2 separate regions of the Ovis aries genome follow, and region 2 is linked to region 1. Evidence: chromatin contacts called from public Hi-C data. All regions are on one chromosome and are shown on one strand. Each heading gives the region's core, a stretch centred on a gene start, on an enhancer-like site or on the middle of the called end of the contact. The rest is flanking DNA. Distances are from core to core; before and after follow the strand shown.

Evidence for each region. Hi-C and Micro-C count contacts between places; a contact is called where the count stands out from the background.
Region 2: a contact with region 1 is called in a Hi-C map of liver, with 11 times the contacts expected there. The contact joins two enhancer-like sites. A contact is called at or near these places in 10 of 16 Hi-C or Micro-C datasets (blood, hypothalamus, liver and 4 more).

The regions. Positions count from the first base shown.
Region 1 is chr5:92,812,997-92,820,221 of ARS-UI_Ramb_v3.0, forward strand. No RefSeq gene overlaps it. Among named protein-coding and RNA genes, the nearest start is that of TRNAG-CCC, 34 kb to the left of the region's middle. Within about 2 kb of position 4,110, at least 27 of the 54 cell types and tissues checked have an H3K27ac peak or open chromatin away from gene starts, as enhancers often do. A contact at or near this core is called in liver and tail adipose tissue, where this site is marked.
Region 2 is chr5:93,313,053-93,320,428 of ARS-UI_Ramb_v3.0, forward strand. No RefSeq gene overlaps it. Among named protein-coding and RNA genes, the nearest start is that of TRNAC-ACA, 100 kb to the left of the region's middle. Within about 2 kb of position 1,694, at least 9 of the 54 cell types and tissues checked have an H3K27ac peak or open chromatin away from gene starts, as enhancers often do. A contact at or near this core is called in liver and tail adipose tissue, where this site is marked.

The DNA of each region.
Region 1 (7,225 bases), core at 2,860-5,359:
AGCCCTTCAGCCTGGGTAGACACCTTTCAGAGGCCTCTGCAAGCCTGACCTCCTGTCTGGGGGTCCCCTCATGGGACCAAGAGCCCAACTGAGAGGCCTTGTTTGATTTTCCATCCAGAATCCCACCTGTCCCCTGACCTCTTGCCCAGAACTATTTATTCCAACCATTCCTAGCCTGTTGCCCTGGCTCAAAGCAAAGTAAACGAAAGGTTACCTCAAGCCCTCGAGCCCTGCTCAGAGGGGTCAGAGAAAATGAGTCCTGTGGTCATGTGGTTGGTGAGTCATTCTTGCCCCTGAAACAAACACTAAAATAGACTCCAGTGCAGGGCCTAGGAGGGCTTTGAGAGCTGAGAGGCAGCAAATGCTAGAAATGTAGTCTTTGGGCCAGAGACACCTAGGTTTGAATCTGGTTCTGACTCCTCTGAGCTGTGTCACCTTAGGCAGACCTCTTAACCTCTTTGGGCCTTACTTTGCTGTTTTTCAGTCGCTGAGTCGTGTCTGACTTTTGTGACCCCATGGACTGTAGCCCCCCAGGCTCCTCTGTCCATGGGATTTTTCAGGCAAGGATACTGGGGTGGGTTGCCATTTCCTCCTCCAGAGGATCTTCCTGACCCAAGGATCAAACCCGCATCTCCTGCATTGCAGGCAGACTCTTTACCACACAGCCACCTGGGAAGTCCCAAACAGGGCTAATGATAGTGCATAATAGTGCATATCTTATACAGCAGTTGTGAGGATTACCTGAAAATAAACAAACAACAAACTCCACAAAGGTAAAGTACTTAGCCTGCTGCCTGGCCTGAGTAAGCTCTTGCATGCATGCTAAGTCATCTCGGACACGTCCAGCTTTTTGCGACCCTATGGACTATACCACCCACCAGGCTTCTCTGTTCATGGGATTCTCCAGGCAAGAATACTGGAGTGGGTTGCCTTGCCCTCCTCCAGGGCATCTCCCCAATGCAGGGATTGAACCCGCATCTCTTTGCATCTTCTGCATTGGCAGGCAGGTTCTTTACCACTAGCGCCATGTGGGAAGCCCAAGTAAGCTCTTCAGTTCAGTTCAGTTCAGTCGCTCAGTCGTGTCTGACTCTTTGCAACCCCATGGACTGCAGCACACCAGGCCTCACCTCACTGTCCATCACCAACTCCCAGAATTTACTCAAACTCATGCCCATTGAGTTGGTGATGCCATCCAACTATCTCATCCTTTGTTGTCCTCTTCTCCTCTTGCCCTCAATCTTTCCCAGCATCAGGGTCTTTTCAAATGAGTCAGCTCTCAGCATCAGGTGGCCAAAGGATTGGTGTCTCAGCTTCAACATCAGTCCTTCCAATGAACACCCAGGATTGATCTCCTTTAGGATGGACTGGTTGGATCTCCTTGCAGTCCAAGGGACTCTCAAGAGTCTTCTCCAACACCACAGTTCAAAAGCATCTATTCTTTGGTGCTCAGCTTTCTTTATAGTCCAATTCTCACATCCATACATGACTACTGGAGAAACCATAGCCTTGACTAGATGGACCTTTGTTGGCAAAGCAATGTCTCTGCTTTTCAATATGCTATCTAGGTTGGTCATAACTTTTCTTCCAAGGAGTAAGCGTCTTTTTAGTTCATGGCTGCAGTCACCATCTGTAGTGACTTTGGAGCCCCTCAAAATAAAGTCTGTCACTGTTTCCACTGTTTCCCCATCTATTTCCCATGAAGTGATGGGACTGGATGCTATCTTAGTTTTCTGAATGTTGAGCTTTAAGCCAACTTTTTCACTCTCCTCTTTCACTTTCATCAAGAGGCTTTTTAGCTCCTCTTCACTTTCTGCCATAAGGGTGGTGTCATCTGCATATCTGAGGTTATTGATATTTCTCCCAGCAATCTTGATTCCAGCTAGTGCTTCATCCAGCCCAGCATTTCTCATGATGTACTCTGCATATCAATTAAATAAGCAGGGTGACAATATACAGCCTTGACGTACTCCTTTTCCTATTTGGAACCAGTCTGTTGTTCCATGTCCAGTTCTAATTGTTGCTTCCTGACCCTCATACAGATTTCTCATGAGGCAGGTCAGGTGGTCTGTTATTCCCATCTCTTTCAGAATTTTCCAAAGTTTATTGTGATCCACACAGTCAAAGGCTTTGGTATAGTCAGTAAAACAGAAATAGATGTTTTTCTGGAACTCTCTTGCTTTTTCAATGATGCAATGGATGTTGGCAATTTGATCTCTGGTTCCTCTGCCTTTTCTAAAACCAGCTTGAACATCAGGAAGTTCATGGTTCACATATTGTTAAAGCCTGGCTTGGAGAATTTTGAGCATTACTTTATTAGCATGTGAGATGAGGACAATTGTGCGGTAGTGTGGGTATTCTTTGGCACTGCCTTTTTTAGGGATTGGAAAGAAAACTGACCTTTTCCAGTCCTGTGGCCACTGCTGAGTGTTCCAAATTTGCTGGTATATTGAGTGCAGCACTTTCACAGCATCATCTTTCAGGATTTGAAATAGCTCAACTGAATTCCATCACCTCCACTAGCTTTGTTCATAGTGATGCTTCCTAAGGTCCACCTGACTTCACATTCCAGGATGTCTGGCTCTAGGTGAGTGATCACACCATCAGGATTATCTGGATCATGAAAATCTTTTTTAATATAGTTTTCTGTATATTCTTACCACCTCTTCCTAATATCTTATGCTTCTGTTAGGTCTGTACCATTTCTGTCCTTTATTGAGCCCATCTTTGCATGGAATGCTCTCTTGGTATCTCTAATTTTCTTTAAGAGATCTCTAGTCTTTCCCATTCTATTGTTCTATTATTCTAAAGTAAGCTCGTAAGATACTGTAATTTTTATTATTCAATCACGAGGAAAATCCCGAAGCATCAGTATTTTGGGTCACTGGTGTCCCTCACACAGTCTGTGAACACTGTTGCCAAAGCAGCAGCACCCTTCATCTGACATCTTTGCCTTGTTTTTCAGGCTTCCTGCTTTCACAAACCCGCCTGGATTTAGGTCCATAACCTCTTAGGCAAGAAAAGTTTCCTATGAGCGTGACATATATGAGCACAACCCTCAAGAGCCAGGGAGGTTCTGGCAAAACCACTCACAGTCTGTAAGTTTCCTGGGAGTTTCCCAGTACCCGCCACCTGGAAGCTGCTGAGCTGTGCCTGCAGACTGCTCCCTCCCGCAGCCAGCGGTGGTTGACTTCATCTAGATGTCAGCCCTTGATCTGCTCCATGCTGACAGCCTGACCTGACCGGCTAGGGGATTATGACAAGCCTTTGTTTCCATGTGGGCGAAATCTTTGGAAAAGGGGAAAGCTCCTCAGTGAGCCGTCATCCTCAGACGTGGCTAGGTTATGAGTAATTCTACTAGCAGAGCCAGGGAGCTGGCAGTCCTTAGGTTGAGACTGTGTTACTAGTTGTACAGAGCAGTGGGAGAGGAAGGGGGATACTTGATGCAAAAGCCTCTGTCAGCTGGGGAGCTGCTTACCAACCCAGAAAGGCATATGATGATGTCCACTCTGGGAGGTCAGTGCAGACAGTCCTGAATATGCAGCCTCGCTGTGTTCCTGCACACACGTGGGCACACACACACACCAGCCACATGCTATGGTGAGGAAAGGAGGGTGCGTGGCCTCGAGGATTGGTTTGGATAAAGGGTGCACATCCCTGCTAGTGTTTTTGTTCTCTTTCCAGAATGGACCGTAGCCTGCCAGCCGCCTCCGTCCCTGGGACTCTCCAGGCAAGAACACTGGAGCGGGCTGCTGGGCCGCCTCGGCGGTCCCCGGCAGGAGGCTCTGGGTCCGCGGTCAACTCGAGCCCGCCGCGCCGTCGCCGGCGTCCAGCAGGGGGCGCTGCGCCCCAGCCCGCCTGCCCTCTCTCCCCGGCCGAGGCCGCCGCGACGCCGGCCAGTCGGGGAGCGGGTCCGCGCGCGCACGTCCTCGGGCGTCCGCCGTGGCCAACGCGCACGGTGACACGCCGGCTGGACGAGGCCCTTTGTCAGAAGCCGCGGGGACCTGGCGTTTCCGCACGACGGGAAAAACAAAGGGCTTCTGCCTGCCTGGCCGAGGTTGACATTGGCTCACCCACTGATCCCCGGGCTTTTGCAGGCAGAATGAGTTCGTGCGAGATCGCAGGACCTTGCCATGAGTCACACTCACTTTCTGTAAATCCAAGTCAACAGCACACTTCCCCTCACTTTGGGCCGTTGCTTGAAGTTTTAGGTCACCGGGTGCTGTTTGCGTTAACAAGAGACTCGAATATTTCACAAGTCCTTTTTTTTTTTAAAGGCAAAACCAACTTGGGGGGCAGATTTGCAGTTGAAGAGTTTTGGTTGCTCTTAGCTCCCCAAATAGGTTGGCCTTATATATTATTTACATGTTTCAGAAGTCTGCCATGTAAAAATTCAAGGGAAACTTGCAAAATATTTTCTGGCAGGGGGCCCAGGAGGGGTTATTCAGGGAGATAACCATGACTGGACCAGGCGTGGGAGCAGGTAGGTGAGGAAACTAGCTCAGAGCTGCTGCTTCTTCTTTTTTTTTTTTTTTTTTTGTAACACCTAGAAAAAAAAAATTGTAGACACCTGGAGTTGATCTGTACTGAGGATTATGGGCAAATTTTGATATTCTGGGAAACAGACAAGATGGGATTAAAAGTAAAGAGACAAACAAGAGACCTGGGAGGATTTGGAAGGGTTTGAGCCAGTGAACAAGGAGCCTGAATAATACCATCAGGTGGAGCACCTGAAGAGAATTAACTTGGAAGGTGGTGGAGGCTCGGGGAAAGCTTTTCATTGGCCACTGGCCTGGAATCCACTGTACATCGGGTAGCGTCCCTGGGCCTTGCAAAGATGTTTCCCTCGCCAGCCTTTCCAGCAGGCTGCTCTGGATCCTTCTTCACCACATTTAGGGGGAAATACATCCCCAAGAGAATATGAGGTGGCACTAGTGGTTAAGAATCCGCTTGCCAGTGCAGGAGACGAAGGTTCGACCTTTGGGTCCGGAAGATCCCCTGGAGGAGAAAATGGCAACCCACTCTGGTATTCTTGCCTGGAGAATTCCACGGACAGTCCATAGGGCTGCAGAGAGCTGGACGTGACTAAGCACATACACATCCCCCCAAAGTTCCCTGCACCCTCATTCCTAACTTTTAGCTAATTGCCACCTGCCAGGACTTTTTTCTGTTGATATCCAATCCCCTTTCTCATCTCATGAAATCTCAAATCTGATTGTCTCCTGAAAGTTCTCCTACAGAAAGCTCTATGCCTGGTGAAATTTTTGTGCTTTTTTTTTTTTTTTGTATGTACTATTATTTTTAAAAATCCTTTTATGGTTTTATTGAGAAAAAGGATCTCTGGGGACCAGAGAAGGTAGGAAACAGTTTGTGGTCTCTTTTAAGTTCCCTTTTCCTTCCAGGCCTCGTGGGGGTGGGGCCTCCAGCTGCCCTGCTGACCTCTTGCTTTGGTGGGATTAGGGTCGGGGGCTGATGGGAGGGACGTAAGGACAAACACGGAGCACCTTTAGACACAAGGATCTGGACGTGTCAGGTAAGTGAGCAAACAAATAACCCTAGATAGTTAGAAAACCAAGTCCAGCAGAGTTTGCTGCTGCTGCTGCTGCTAAGTTGCTTCAGTTGTGTCCGACTCTGTGTGACCCCATAGACAGCAGCCCACCAGGCTCCCTGTCCCTGGGATTCTCTAGGCAAGAACACTGGAGTGGGTTGCCATTTCCTTCTTCAGTGCATGAAAGTGAAAAGTGAAATGGAAGTCACTCAGTCGTGTCCGACTCTTGGAGACCCCATGGACTGCAGCCTACCAGGCTCCTCCGTCCATGGGATTTTCCAGGCAAGAGTACTGGAGTGGGGTGCCATTGCAGCAGAGTTTAGCCTCACCCAACTAAACTCACCCCAAACCTACCCCTCGAGGCACACAGGAAGCGTGATGCTCCTGTGTGTAATATCTTCTCATGATTGTATGCAACCTCATGCGCAATTCTTGGCTTGTAATATGAATTCTACCCTTTCCTTCTTTGCTCAGAAGAACACACTGAAGAAAATGAAAGGATTCGCATTCTTTGAGTGAGTGTGTGTGTGTGTGTGTGTGTGTGTGTGTGTGTGTGTGAATTTTATATATATATGTATTTTATGTGAGGGGTGGGGATAAATGCCCACTGACACTTGGCTAATAGGTTATAACTGATCCCAGTACATCAGGGCAGTAGAGAGTGGTAAGGCCACACACACATACGTACGTGCACACACACATGTTGTCTATTCTGTGTAATTTTGGAAATTGGGAAACAAATTCCTAGAGAACTTAAGTGAATCTCTTGAGACTGTAGTATGTCAGAGGTGCAACTGAGTCTTCCAGTTCATGCCTTTAAACTTCTATCTTTTGTCCTTTGTGAGGTACCTGGGGATGAACAGGTGCCTGTCTGATACACGCCATATTCCGTTTTCAGAGGAGCTGAGATCAGGTATCCCCTACCAGTCCATCCTAAAGGAAATCAGTCATGAATATTCATTGAAAGGACTGATGCTGAAGCTGAAGCTCCAATACTTTGGCCACCTGATGCGAAGAACTGACTCATTTGAAAAGACCCTGATTGGGAATGATTGAAAGCAGGAGGAGATGGGATGACAGAGGATGAGATGGTTGGATGGCATCACCGACTCGATGGACATGAATTGGGTAAACTCCAGGAGTTGGTGAAGGACAGGGAGGCCTGGTGTGCTGCAGTCCATGGGGTCACAAAGAGTCAGACACAACTGAGCAACTGAACTGAACTGAACTGACAATTTGAGAAGGGTTGCAAGGACCATCATTCCCCATTGTGCTGGTGAGTATCCTTCTCAGGAAGATGGCGCCTGGCATTCATGAAGTATGTGGGCCAGTGTATTGCTCAATCTTCTCAGGTTGACAGTATTGGTTTTCTGTAATTTGAGAGGAGTGTGGCATGTCAGCTCAGCTTTCCTCATGCACCCCTCATCTCTTCCTGAGGGTTGTTGGCCTTGTGGAGATTTCCTGGAAGTATTTTTAGTGTCTGAGCCTCTGTGTTTGCTCAGGTATCTGGGGCCATGGTTCAGCGACTTGCACAGAGGCACCTGATGGAAGTGGTGACTGGAAAGCCCAGGAATTGTCCAACAGCTCCCCTACTGCTTTCAGCTGAATTACCACAAATTTTCTGATAACTGACCTTCCAGAATTACAGGGTTTCATTAGCTACCCATCTTCATGCTAAAT
Region 2 (7,376 bases), core at 444-2,943, 500 kb after region 1:
CCAATACTTTGACCACTTGATGCGAAGAACTGACTCATTGGGAAAGACCCTGATGCTGGGAAGGATTGAAGGTAGGAGGAGAAGGGGACGACAGAGGATGAGATGATTGGATGGCATCACTGACTCAATGGACATGAGTTTGAGTAAACTCCGGGAGTTGGTGATGGACAGGGAGGCCTGGCATGCTGCAGTCTGTGGGGTTGCAAAGAGTTGGACACGACTGAGTGACTGAACTGAACTGAATTAAATAAACACTTGAAAGGAAAGGCTGGGAGGGAGTTGCCATCCTGGTATCCCAGAGACTCACTTGCAGCCCCAGAAGCACAAAAGTCATCCCAGTTCTTCGAGGTGGGACCAGGAAACACAACACAAAGGCTGACTCGTTCATTCACTAGAGATTACTACAGTAATGTGAGCAATATCGAATGTGATATCTCAGTGGATTTTCCTGCCGCAGAGCAGCAGGGCATGAATTCCCTCAGTCTCTCGCCTCCCCCACACCCGGATGCGGAGCTTCACTGACAGCTCTCAGACTCTTCCTCCAGTTTCCTAAGAGGTGGTGCCCCCTTTCGTTCTCGGCCCAGCCAGTTAGACTTGCCAGGATCAGGCTCCAAAGCCATTCTCCTCCTTGAAAGGCCATCTTTGCCTCTTGCAGGTGTGTGTTCCCTTCAGACGGTAAGCTTATTCGTTTCCCTGCCATTCATTAAAAAGAAAATCATCTGTGACCTCATGTTCCCTGAAAATATCCCATGTCCCCTTCCCCCCTATCCAAACTTCTTAGGAGAGGAACATGTCCTCAGTGTGACCACTCACTCGAGGTGCCATTCATTCACTCTGCACCCCCTGCAGTCTGGCTTGTGCCCTTGTGAAGGCCCCCAGTGCTCTTCTAATGACAAACTCCAATGGGCGTTTTCCAGTCTTTGTTTTGCGATGCATTTCTGGGGCATTTGGCAACACGGATTGTGCACACTGCTGCTCCCCCAAGGTAACAGCATCTTTCCCAGTTAGTCTCACTCATTTCTGTTTCTTCTTAACCACAGGCTCCTCTCTCTGCACCCACCACTCACATGCGTATATTCCCTAGGTGTCTGTTTCCAGCTCACTGCTTCTCATTACAGCTACTCTTCTTGGGCGAATTTATCTCCTCTCTGGAGTTCAACTACCACCTGTATGCTAATGACTCTCTAATTCGATCTCCTACTCAGATTCCTTCCCCAAGCTTCAGACTCACCAATTCCATTACCTGTCAGGTGCCTTCCCTGGGGACTCATCAGACTTTTCAGATTGGAGTTTTCAAAAACCAAGCAGCACATCCCTCCAAACTCAGTCTCTGTTGTGTCTCCACCTCTTTACCCGGTGATCCAGGTTATAAAATAATAGCCTTAACGCTTCTGTCTTTCTTACCCTCTTCATCTAACTGATCATTACATTCTGCTGGTTTCCCCTCCCTTGATTCCTTAAAATCCATCCTCCCATCTGCCAGTGCTCCTGTTATCAAATGTTCCTTCTCTTCCTGGATTGGCACAGCCACCTCAACTGGCTTCCTGGTTTCTAGACTTGCTGCCCTCAATTCTGCTCAATTCAGAGCTACCTCAGTAATCCACGCGAAACACAAGTCTGACCCCGTCCCTGTCTGCTTCCTGGAATCTACACGAGCAAGTTCAGCTTCCCTTCCGGGCGCACACGGCCCTCTGTGGCCGGCTCTTGCCTAATTCTCAGGCCTTGGCTCCTTCCACTTGGATTCCAGCAGCAGCCAACCGGTGGTGGTTCCTTGTACACATCTCATTTTCCCTCTATTCTTTGCTTCTGCTTTTAAAATGAAGTGTCAGGCTGGTATTATAAGGGAAGTTTCAAGTTCATCTGCTATTAAATATTAGAGGCTCTGTGCTTGGGGAGGGAGGAAAGAGAAAAGACTCACAGTTACATTCTCATTTCAGCCCCTTTCTCCCCCACACAGACAAAAAGTATACCAGGCTTGCTAGATTTGTGGGTTCTACTCATTTAAAGCTGCTAATAAGTATTTCAGTCCCCGCTCGGTTTTCACGCCAGGCTGTTCTTCCAAACTGAGGAGACTCTTGTTTGTTACGAAGAGTGTGCTGCCCTCTAGAGGTGGCTTTCAGAGACAGAGCAGATACCCACACAACGAACACATTCTACAGCTTCCCCTGTGAAGGGACTTCATAGTAAGACCTGTACTATTACTGCTGTTTGTCCAAAATGTGCTTTCCCCAGTTGCATCATTTTGATTCACAGAATCTTTATGTGCTTCCATAATAGGGTTTGGGGATAAAGCACAGGGTGTGCCTCCAGGGTCGCTCAATTTGGAGTTAGAGAACTCAAGTTCCAGTTCAAGTTGTTCCACTAAAGCCTCCGAACTTAGATCTCTGACCTGTTAAAGAAGGAGTGCAAGACCTCATCCAGAAAACTGAATTATCTGAAATTATATTTTGGCAAAAAAACTAGGAACAGACTTACCAATAAGTACTTGTTATACACTAAGTATATACAAGGCACTAGGCTAAGAGCGGCTTTGCAGAGGTTATGTATTTACATTTGATCTCTAGACAGTTAAATGAAAAATATTTGAAAAGAATCTGGAAGACATTCAAGGCTTCAATTTAAATGGAGGAGTTTAACCCTGACCCTGAAAATAAAACTGAGCTAAAACAAATTAAAACTTACTCTGAGGTTTCCAAGAGTCTATTACAATATGAAAACAGGAGTTAATCACACAACCACACACACACACACACACACACACACACACACACACACACACACACACACACTTTAATTTGTCAGTAAGCTCTGGTGTAAACTACCTTTAGCCTGATCTTCCCTCCTCTGTTTTCAACCAAAAGAAGAAAAAGGATGTCTTTCATTTAATGACTGAACCAACTGTGATTTCTCTATATCTGTGTAATGACGACTGAAGATGGGTTAAAATTATATTTATTACCTTACAATGGCAGTGGACTCCTGAGAATTTCTTTGAAGTTTCCCCGAGAAAGGGAAAAATGATTAAGACACCATTTGTGTTCATAATCAGATTGGGAAGAAGAGGCCACAAAGCCCAGCGCACAGTAGCTGGGAGACGAGGGGTCTGTGTTCTTGTGAATCCCCTAGGGGTGGGCGCCAGGTGAGTCCTCTGTGTCGCGGGGAGCCGCATCTGTATGCTGTGCCTACAGTCCTGCTTCTGTGCTGTGTGATGCCCATGCTCCCTTTGGCATCTGCCTCTTTAGGTGGGAGATGCCGCCAAGGTCAAAGCTGGCCTGCTGTGCCGGGAGACCGGTAAGGCTGATTGAGTGGATGGAATCTTCTTCTCAGTTACATGTCTTGGCGTCTTTGGACATGACTTCTCACATCAAGCCCATCATTTTCCCTCTCTTCATCAGTTTTACTCTCTGTAAACTGCTGACGTCCTGTGGACAGTGTCGGAGAGAGGTACCTAAGAGAGTATCCCAAACATTTTGAACACATACAAGGCGCTCTTACTTAAAATTATCTCTTTAGAGCCCATAGTTAAGGAACCCTTTAAAAATCTTTTGGGGGCCTTGACCTACTCCACTCAGAATTCCTTGCTGGAGGCACAACTGGGAAGTAGGTCTTGGGCTGAGAAATAAAGAGAGTGAATAGACTTGACTAATGGCGCCTGTATTTTCCTTCCAGAAAATCATGGCACAACTGTTGGCTAGACCATGGTCGTTAAGAAATTCTCAGTGTCATCCTCCACGTGTCAGGCTGAAAACACCAAAACAAAGAAAGAGAAACCAAAATGCAAGAACTGAATTTTACCCTGCTCTCATATTTCAAATGCATTTCAAAGTTCGGTTCCAAATCCTGTGAAGGTAAGACCCTTTGCTTGCTGTTCCATTGCTCTCTGATTCCTGACAATCACTGTAGGCTATTTCCTCCACCCTTGTCATGTTTTGCGCTACTTATTATTCTCCTCTTTCCTTTGTTTTTTCTTTGTAATGCTGATTTACCCTATTAATAGAACTTTAAGTTTGGTGGGGTGAGGTCACAGTATAGGTAGCTTGTAAGACCTAACAGTATATTTCGGTTCAGTTCAGTCGCTCAGTCGTGTCTGACTCTTTGCCACCCCATGAATTGCAGCTTGCCAGGCCTCCCTGTCCATCACCAACTCTTGGAGTTCACTCAGACTCATGTCCATCGAGTCAGTGATGCCATCCAGTCATCTCATCCTCTGTCATCCCCTTCTCCTCCTGCCCCCAATCCCTCCCAGCATCAGGAGTCTTTTCCAATGAGTCAACTCTTCGCATGAGGTGGCCAGAGTACTGGAGTTTCTGCTTTAGCATCATTCCTTCCAAAAGAACACCCAGGGCTGATCTCCTTTAGGATGGACTGGTTGGATCTCCTTGCAGTCCAAGGGACTCTTAAGAGTCTTCTCCAACACCACAGTTCAAAAGCATCAATTCTTCGGCTCTCAGCTTTCTTCACAGTCCAACTCTCACTGGATAATATGGAATGCTAAGTCTGGAGGAGGAAAAGTTATTTGTATCACTTCTCCCACAAAAACACACTTCTCTGTGATTCAGTCTGTATTTCTGGTGGTGGGGGGGGGCAGAGCCACTTCACGTGTGCAGCATGTGGAATCTTAGATTTCCGGTCACAGATCAAACCCATGCTCCCCACTTTGGAAGGGGAGAGACTTAACCACCAGACCACCAGGGCAATCCCATGAGTTCCGGTCTAAAGAGACTGCATCTTCAGTGTCAGGACTGTGATTTGGTGGATGGTCTCGCAGCTCTTCGGAGGGAGATCCCATTGCTTTTCCTGGCAGAGGGGGCATGTGGTGAGCAGGAAGCGGACGCCCTGCCCAGAGGCCAGGGTAATGGGAAACGCAGCAGAACATCCTGTTCCTGGGAGACCTTCTGCCTGGTTGTTTGTGCTCTGGAGACTTGGCTTCTGGTGGTTTTGCGCAGACCTTTGGACCTTGGCAAGGCCACCTGTGTTTCTGTCTTGATGCGTGTGCTAGCCTGGCTCTGGTTATATGAGTGGCATGGCAGTGGAGACCGCCTGGACTCTCTCTGCTGAGTTTCCAAAGCACTTTACTCAGAAATAGAAACTGTTACTTGAGCAAAAAAGTAACAAAGTTTCTTTCCTAATTCTTGCCTGCAGAATGAGGGATTAGGTTTCTGGTTTTAGTGGTGATTTCTAAAGTTTCTGCCTATTGTCAGATACCTACGCAGAACACTTTTAGCTGTGTAACTTGAATAATATATACCAGGAAAGCACCATCAGAGGCTTTTGATAACATAGTGCCAAATGAGGATAATAGCTTAATGATCCCAAGAAAAATCCAACAGCTTGGTGCTTGGTATTTGTATCAGTAAAATGGAACCAAAATGTAAAAGCAGTATGAATAACAAAACCTTCCTCACTAGGGCTTTGGGAAGGATGCCAGGTAGTCCTCATGAATTATTTTAAATCTCCTGGAAGGAGGACCCATTTTAAACTCAAGTTATTGCTGTCACTCATTCTTTATCATGACATTGCACACTGTAAATGGGAAATGAAAGAGCGGACAAGTTAAGTGGTGAAGTTAAAACCACACAAAGAGCTGGGGAAAACCCCTAAAAGCAAAGAGGTACATTTGTTTCATCAAGAAACAGCTATATCTGGGCAAAGCCCCAGAGTTTGAAGTGACAAGGACACTTAACATAGACCCTGAATTCACAGACATGTGGGCAAATAACATAGTTACACTGGTGCAGTGTGCATGAAATCACCATGGTCCTTTTCTTCAGAGGAGACAGGTGGGACTTGCTCAGGATGAGACTCTTCTGTGGTTGATTTGTAGGTGCAGGGAGCAGGTGACCTTGGGGAACCTCCCCCCACCAGGTTCCTGATGGAGACCGGCGGGAGAGGCTGCAGGTGGGTAGGGACAGATGCCTTGAGCTCTGCGTGGTGGGGTCCTAAACTTCATCCCCCCAGACACTTGAAGTCTGGCTTGAACTCATGGCCTTTCAACCAGAAAAGCATTACAGAAAGACCTTATGACAACAGGCTGGGGAACGGAGAAGATGACAGGGTGAGACTTTGTGAGCAGTCAGTATGAGGAGAAAGAAGGAGATTCGGCCAAGTATTATCTTTATTGTTTTCTCCAAGGTTATTTTTTGCAACACATAATGACAACAGTTAAATAAGGACACAATATTATCTAATTTGTGCTGCTGTCTCCCAGGACCTGGAACATATTCTGCAGGAGCCCACTTTTATCTCGAGGGTCCTCTGGCTAACAGTTCCCTTTCAACTCAGGTCTCTGTGTGGAAGGAGCTTGATGCCGAAAACCACTGGTTCCTTTTGCCCTCACCTCCCCCTGGTGGTTACCATGGTTTTCATCTTTGTTCCAAGTTATACCAGTCTGGTTCAATTTTTATTTCTGTTAATTTTTAATGGCTTAGTAACTCAATGACCCTGGCTTTGAATCTCTTGAATGTGGATTGTCAGTAATAAGGATTGAATCAGCCTGTTGGCTCCAAATAGACTCTGAAATCCAGTAACACTCATGGTGTGTTTATTTACTCAGGTGGCTATTGGATCCCAGAAGGAGAAATGGCCAAAGAGTAGAATCCAGTCAAAGCATCTTTGGTTGCCAAGAGAGTTCTGGTTGCATAAGCTCTGCCCTCATGGAAGCGTTCTCCCTTCCAAGGAGGATGTGACTGTCCTCTTTTCTTATCACTTACTTTATTTTACAGGAAGCTTTCATATCCTCCCAACCAGTAATCATATCAGATTTGGTTCCAAGCTCTACAAAGAAAATGCTATGATGATTTTCTGATTAGAAATTAACTTATATTACAGCTGTAACTCTATATGCTGAGCCTTATGCAGAATAATGGAAATTAACTAAGTAGTCATTAATTCATATCTAAGTGTTACCACATATGCTGAGGGAAGCGTTAGTGAGTGTACTTGCAATGTATGTACATGGAAAAAATCAAAACAGTGTAATAGAGAAATTCTAGCCCTAGGATTAATAAAATCATATTTTGTTAAACTCTACTGCCTAAACTATTACATACAAAAGGATACTTTGTTCATAGCATGTAAATAATCATGATTCTCAGTGGGAATTATTTGCATTTTAATTGTCACCAGTAATGAAGAGTTTGTATCTTACTCATCCCCTTGTCATTGGAAAAGATACGTTACCATAATTCACATTTTTATCATAAGAATGTTATCCTAAAAATTTTGGTTACAGTCTCCTTTTGTAGAATGATTTTCTATCTGACTCTGTTTTGTTTTGTTTGTTTGTTTAAATCAACTGTTGTAACAGTTGATTAAGCTCAACGTGGCTTTTCTGAAAGCCAGCCTGAAGGTTGAATTAGGGATAACAACTTTCACTT